Regions from separate parts of the Macaca mulatta genome. Here region 1 is linked to region 2. Evidence: chromatin contacts called from public Hi-C data. All regions are on one chromosome and are shown on one strand. The core of a region is the stretch at or near the end of the contact, and the rest is flanking DNA. Distances in the headings are between cores, read along the strand shown. Region 1 holds the start of EEPD1 (endonuclease/exonuclease/phosphatase family domain containing 1). Region 2 overlaps EEPD1 (endonuclease/exonuclease/phosphatase family domain containing 1).

Region 1 (3,250 bases), core at 11-2,510, 140 kb after region 2:
CTCCACAATGCTGCGTGCCACAGCACGTGTCACCCCAGGCAGGGTCATCAGCTCCTCCTCCGTGGCAGTGTTGATGTTGAGCCTTTCCTGATTCACCAGGATGTTGCTGAAGTTACAGGCTGCGCTGAACTTGCGGTTATGGGACAAGTCCGAGGGGTCCCTGGGGATGGAGCGGTGGCAGCCCAGGGTGCTCCCCATGATCCGCCAGGATCAAGTGCCCGGGAAGGCCTCACCACTGCAGAAGAGCTCTCTGGCTAGGGAGGAAGCCCAGTAGGCCGTACAAGCACAGAAAAACAGAAGGTGCAGGATTCAGGGACTGAAGAGGTTACTACAGACAAACACCGAATCTTCCATGCCTGGCGTGTCCAAAATTACCTTTCACTTGGCCGCCTAGAAAATAATAAACATAGAAACCCATTGAATTAGGCAATTTGCATTAGCACCCCCTACCTAGTGCTGGAGTTAGTAACCAGGAGTCAGGGACTGGTGGCTGCCCGTGAACCCTTAAAAAACGCAGGCACGGTGAGGCTGGGCCCATGTGGATTCTCCTCTGGGGACGTCCGGGTTTTATCACACTGAGCCCAAAAAGGCTATGAGCCGTTTCTCTTGGGAAAAGACCTAACCCCATCAGCTTCACACCTCTTCTCCAGGCCTCTTTCAACTCCGACACTTGGGTCACCCACACTCGGGCTCACACAGACGCGGGGGGCACCCCACCTCCCCCACGCTCCGCATCTGACACAGCGCTACCTGCAACCTGGGAGGTCCGTGCTCCCCGGTGCCGGCACTGAGAAGGGGCTTATCGACCCCCCCACCCGACCTGCCGCGGGTCCCCGCGCCCCACCTCTCGGCTGCTCCGCGGGGCGCCGGTTCCTCTTCCACCTGCGGCTCGGAAGCCTGAGCCCAGCCCGGGACAGCGCGGGCTCCCTGCCTCCAGCCTAGGCGCCAGCGCGGGTGTGGGTCACTGACCAGGCCCTGGAAGCCGCCTACGCCGCCTCGGTCTGCGTGTCCCGGCTCTTTCTATGGGAGAAACTCAGCATCGGTCTCCCAGAGTGAATAGAAGCCGCAGGGCTGCTCGGAGGCGGCGGCAGCGGCGGCGAAATCCGCCGCCGAAGCTGCACCAGGACTTGCGGCGGCGCCGCAGTTGCGTTTATCCCGGCAAAAAGTCCTGCGCCCAACTCGGGCGCGGGATCCGCCAGAGCCAGTCCAGACGCAGCACCAGCCGCACGGCTCCCGCTCGCAGTCGGTGTCAAAGCCAAAGTCCTGGCCGCGCCGCTCGCGCCTCCGCAGGAACCACGGCCACGCCTCCTCCGCGCGGCAACTCCTCCCAGGGACTCCCGAGGGCACGCGGGGGCGGGGCCCGGATGAGGGGCGGGGCCTGGCACCAGTGGGTGGAGAGAGGAACCCGAGAGCGCAAGGGCGGGCCTGGAGTGCTAGAGGCGGGGCCATGGAGGAGGGGGCGGAACCAAGGCGCAAGAGGGTGGAGAGCGAACCTGAGAGCGCGTAGGGCGGCACTGGCGTGCGAGAGGCGGAGCCATGGTTGTGGGGGCGTGGCCTGGCACAAATGGGTGGTGAGCTGAACCCGGGAGCGCGTGGGGCGGGCCTGGAGTGCGAGAGGTGGGGTCATAGAGTGTGGGAGCGCGGCCCGGGCGCGAGGGGATGGGGAAACGCGGGGGCGGGACCGTGAGCACAGGGGTAGGCCCCGGGAGCGCAGAGGCGGGACTTAGGGGCTTAAGGGGCGGAGCCGTTGCCGTGCCGGCGAGGGCAGGTCACCGGGAGGCTGTCCTAAGTCAGCTGCCCCCGGACCATGGTTGCCGCCCGAGGCCTAGGTCTGGTTATGCCTGGTAGAGGCTGTTTAGGATTGTCCGAGGCGAGATCTGCCCAGCTGCTTTTCGTCTTTGAGGTGTGGGGATGAAGGCTGGGGCAATCCCTGAGAGGGCATCCCTGTAGGTCCAGCGTCTCACGGAGTTTTGCAGAACGTTCCAGAGGAGACTGAATGGGATCGTCCTAATTTCTGTCCCCACTTTCGGCCTTTTCTTTTCTTCCACCAGTATATTACCTTTGCTCCGCTCAGAGAGACGTCCTCTAATAACGCCAGCGACTCATTGTGCTCCTAGCAGAGGGCACGCACCACCCTCCTGTGTGTTCGCATAGGTCAAATACAGGTTTGCTCCTTTGCACATTTAGCGCTGTGAGTAAACAAGGATAAGTTTCTGTAATTATTAAGTCTAATCATTACGAAGGAGGGAAATGGGGGCTGCTTCCCAAACTCTTCCCAGAAGAGTTTTTGGATCACACTCCTAAATGACAATTTGGTTAAAGATTAAAGAGCCAGCTGCATTATAGTGGATACCCAGAGCTAGACTTTTCGATTAAGCAAATCATGCAGTGATATCGTTGAATACTTTGACCCTGGCCGTTTAGTGTTCTCTGAAGTTTCATTCCCAACCAATGTGACCAGTGCATCTGGTTTCAATTCCAAAGACTGGGTCAGCAAAAATAGTACCTCTCACGGGCGGAAGGTATTTCGGATGTAAAATGAGCAGCAGCCCAGGTTTGGAAAATGCTACTACTGTTCTGAGGCACATTCCCCTGCTATGTATATTAGTCAGGAAAACCAAGTCAAACTACCTTAGACCAAAACAAAAATAAAAATAAAAAAATAAAGGGGGGGGTATTTCTTGGTTCCTTGTTGAAAAGTTAAGGTAAGTAATCTTACCTCAGGTCTAGTTGCATCCGACCCAAGTGATGATGGGGTCGTTAGGGTATGGCAGGACTGCTTCCATCTCTGGCTCCACGATCCTCTTTATTGGCTTTATTTTTAGGCAAGCTATTTGCACTTGATCGCAAAAATGCCTTCCTACCTACCATCCTCTCCCACCCAAACACTGGGCTACATTATGCCATGCACTGAAATCCTGGTGCCGCAAGGAAAAAAATTGTTTAAGACAAGCAGTAAAACTTTTTGAAAGAAGCGAAAAGTCTTCATTGAGCAGAATACAGAAAACTCTTCGTTGAGCAGAATGCCTTGATGGGCAATGTGGCTGTGGAAGAACAGCCGTGGAGCATGGCTACTTGGGCTAGAAGCAGAGAAAACATATGTTTTATCATCCAAACCAGGACACTTTTTAGGTGAAGAGAGGACATTATCAATAATATCCTAGAACAACAGAAATAATCTGGTTTTATTCCCTATAAACCTAGCAAATGCTTCCCTTGGTATAAGTGAAACCAAGCGTTGGCTAAACCA
Region 2 (3,270 bases), core at 228-2,727:
GCTCTACAAAAAACCCTTGGGGCATCGGGAGTTCAAAAAAATATTAATGCTTGAGTCCCACTCTCAGAAATTGGAGTTCCACCTGCAGAGATTGATTTAGCGTCTCCGGTGGCCTGGTCTTCAGCATTTCCTGAAGCTCTCTGGGATTCCATGTCCAGCCAGGTGTGGGAACCACACCTAGAATATTAAAGAGGTCTGCTGAGACCTGGTGCAGTCAACTACACGGAAACACGGTAAGGACAGGTACCTCGAACTGTCAACACGTCTCACCCAAGAATACTTTGCCATGTTTCTCCATTGATTCAGGTATTTATTCAAAAACTTCTTCACTAAAGTCTTACCATTTTCTTCACTTTACCACCACATTTCTAAGTATTTTATATTTTTGATTTTTATTATGAATGGGATCTTTGTTTTATCCCATTATATTTTCTCTAATGCTTATTTTTAAATTTTTTTATTTCCATAGGTTATCACTGATATATATCAAAAGGACTAATTTTTTATTTTAATTTTGTAACTAGGCAGTTTTCTTAATTCTCTTACTGGGACTAATTTTTTTTTTAACTTCAGGTGTAACAAACTGACAATTATATTCTCTGAAAACAATGACACTTTTGTGTCCTATTCTTCCAAGTCCTCATTTCACCTTATTAATCCAAATTAGCTAGGAGGAAGAGTGGTCACAGGGGGGCTGAAAATGAAACAAAACCTGACACAGGAGCATATCAGAAACCAGTGGCTTTAGGCCGGGCGCAGTGGCTCACACCTGTAATCCCAGCACTTTGGGAGGCTGAGGTGGGCGGATCACCTGAGGTCAGGAGTTTGAGACTAGCCTGACTAACATAGTGAAACTCCATTTCTACTAAAGATACAAAAATCAGCCAGGCATAGGGTGGGCGCCTGTAATCCCATTTACTTGGGAGTCTAAGGCAGGAGAATCGCTTGAATCCAGGAGACAGAGGTCGCAGTGAGCCGACATTGTTGCACTGCACTCCAGCCTCGGCTGGAGTGAGACTCTGTCAAAGAAAAGAAAGAAAGAGAAAGAGAGAAAGAAAGAGAAAGAGAGAAAGAAAGAGAAAGAGAGAAAGAAAGAGAGAGAGAGAGAGAGAGAGAGAGAAAGGAAAGAAAAGAAAAAAAAGAAAAAAAAAGAAAGAAAGGTAAAGTAAAGAAAAGAAAAGAAAAAGAAAAAGAAAAAAGAAAGAAGGAAAACAGTGGTTCTCGGCCCCGGTTCTAAGAGAAAACAGCTGGATGACTCTGAGTGCAGAATTTGAGGTTTGTCACTTCCCGGCTTCGTGACCTTGGGCAAGCCTTTTTAGTTCATAAAAGGGAAAGAACAAGCCATTTCCCCCCAGGCTGGTGTCAGGATTAAAGAAGCCACCAGAAGCGCCTGGCACGGGGCACTCACATGTAGGCACTCACTCCTTCCTGATCAGTTTCCTGATGCAGCTTCACACGTTTGTCAGGGAGAGACACCCAGCGGAAGTTAAATATTTGTGCATAAGAACTACAAAGTGATTTCAGGGCCAAGGGGGAAAGGTTTTCTCTTAAAGCATTTTAGACATTTCTCCCACAGTCTGATTTGCCCTAGAGGAAGTGGGATAGTTAGGAAGTATTTTCCAAGCAAAGCGAGTAGAAATCCTGAAAGAACACTCACCCCCCAGCTGGGCTCTGCAGGACTCCCCGGGCTCTGCCTGACCCTTGTTGTCCCACAGCAGGAGGTGGCATTTCTGCCACACTTTGTGAAGGAGGCTTTAGGGAAAGCAGTTCATAAATGAAGTCGTAAATGTATCCAAGACACTTTGCAAATCTTTTTTTCCTGGCCATGGGTATGCTTCCGTAATAACGGCTGGAGGGAAAGGAATCTGAAGGGAAGCCGCTCGGGCCACCACCAGAGGGCGCATGTGCATTGCAGATGGCGCCCTCCTCCAGGAGGCGTGAGGACAGTGGGTGGGATGAAAGGAAGCCTCTCCTGCAGGGCCACCCACACCGTGGAGGAATCAGTGCCAGCTTGAATCATAGTCATAGCACTGTGCTAACCACTTCCTCGATAGCGCCGCACTTAACAGCCACGACCCACGGGGCAGGTGCTGTCACCATCTCCCCTCTGCAGGTACGAAACAGGCTCCCAGAGGTGGGAAGGTTTGCCCAAAGTCACCGGGCCAGGCCTCAGATCCAGGGCTCATCACAAAGGGCGAGGATGGAAGAGCCATACAGAAGCGGCTGCTGTCCAATGCAACACCAGGTGCATCAGCAGGCACTCAATAAATATGTGACCAACAGACAAGCGGAACCACACTTGGAAAGGAACAAAGAGAAAGATGCTACATTCATTAAATATCGAAGAAAACAAAGTTCCCATATAATGAGGGAGGTTTTCGTTGGGATGCAGGCCTGCAAAGATCTGGGCTGAAAAGGACAATTCCAAAATCAGGAGTGATGCTGGTGTCAAGGGTCAATAGAGCTAGCTCTGTGTAGCTTCAGGAATGCAACAGTTCCCTTTTTGAATGAGCACATCGGATTTCTTACAACTCATGTTATTCCAATTGGATCCGCGTCAGTGATGACATCAAGGCAGTTCTTGCCTCTGAGAATCCACAGGAGCCTGAGTTATCTTCCTAAAAAGCCACCCACCTGGGCGGGCCTCCTTTATCGCTCCCTTGATTCTCAGCAGTGAGAGGAGAACACTGTGGGCTGACTTCCTCAGAGAGTCTCTAGATTTATAAAACGCCAGTGACAACTACAGGAACCAGTCCCCACTGAGGGACCATCTGCCAAGATGTCAAGAGTTACTACACACGCTGTTTCACTCTTGCTCAGTTCACAGAGGGAGACCCTGTCCCCAAGTCCCGGTGAGGTCTGAGAGAAGAAGGTTCCACTAGGGGACCGGCATATCCCCACTGACGTCAGCCTGCATGCACGTTCCAGACAAAGGCAGAAAGGCCCAGAGCTTGCTAACCACATCGGTTCTGCTTGCTCTGATAGAAGCCTGTGGAATGAAGGCTTTGTCTTTGCTTTAGCTGAACCCCTCTGCTGACCTGTTTACCCTTGTTAGACCTGGGCAGGCTGAATTGCTTCCTGAACCCCTGGGTCTGGAGTGTCACCAGTTAACAATTAATTGGTTACTAGTTACAGGCAGGGGACACAGGCAGCATGAGTCACTGTCCCTATACGAACAAGTCAAGGCCAAGCCAGGCTGTGGATCAATAGTACCTTGGCAATTTGGAACAATAACCTGCCCAAGGTTTTCTGCCAAAATCCTGACCACTC

Evidence for each region. Hi-C and Micro-C count contacts between places; a contact is called where the count stands out from the background.
Region 1: a Hi-C map of CD4 T cells shows a contact between it and region 2, with 8 times the contacts expected there. The contact joins the promoter of EEPD1 here to the enhancer-like site in region 2. A contact is called at or near these places in 4 of 14 Hi-C or Micro-C datasets (CD4 T cells, blood, fetal cortex germinal zone and 1 more).

What each region holds. Positions count from the first base shown.
Region 1 is chr3:92,214,132-92,217,381 of T2T-MMU8v2.0, forward strand. EEPD1 (endonuclease/exonuclease/phosphatase family domain containing 1) reads right to left here and starts at 1,261. Exons shown (of 8, transcript XM_015133721.3): 1 at 845-1,261; 2 at 1-390. The coding sequence starts at 198.
Region 2 is chr3:92,077,319-92,080,588 of T2T-MMU8v2.0, forward strand. All of the region lies in intron 6 of EEPD1 (endonuclease/exonuclease/phosphatase family domain containing 1), which reads right to left. Among named protein-coding and RNA genes, the nearest start is that of ANLN, 97 kb to the left of the region's middle. Within about 2 kb of position 1,478, at least 11 of the 40 cell types and tissues checked have an H3K27ac peak or open chromatin away from gene starts, as enhancers often do. A contact at or near this core is called in CD4 T cells and blood, where this site is marked.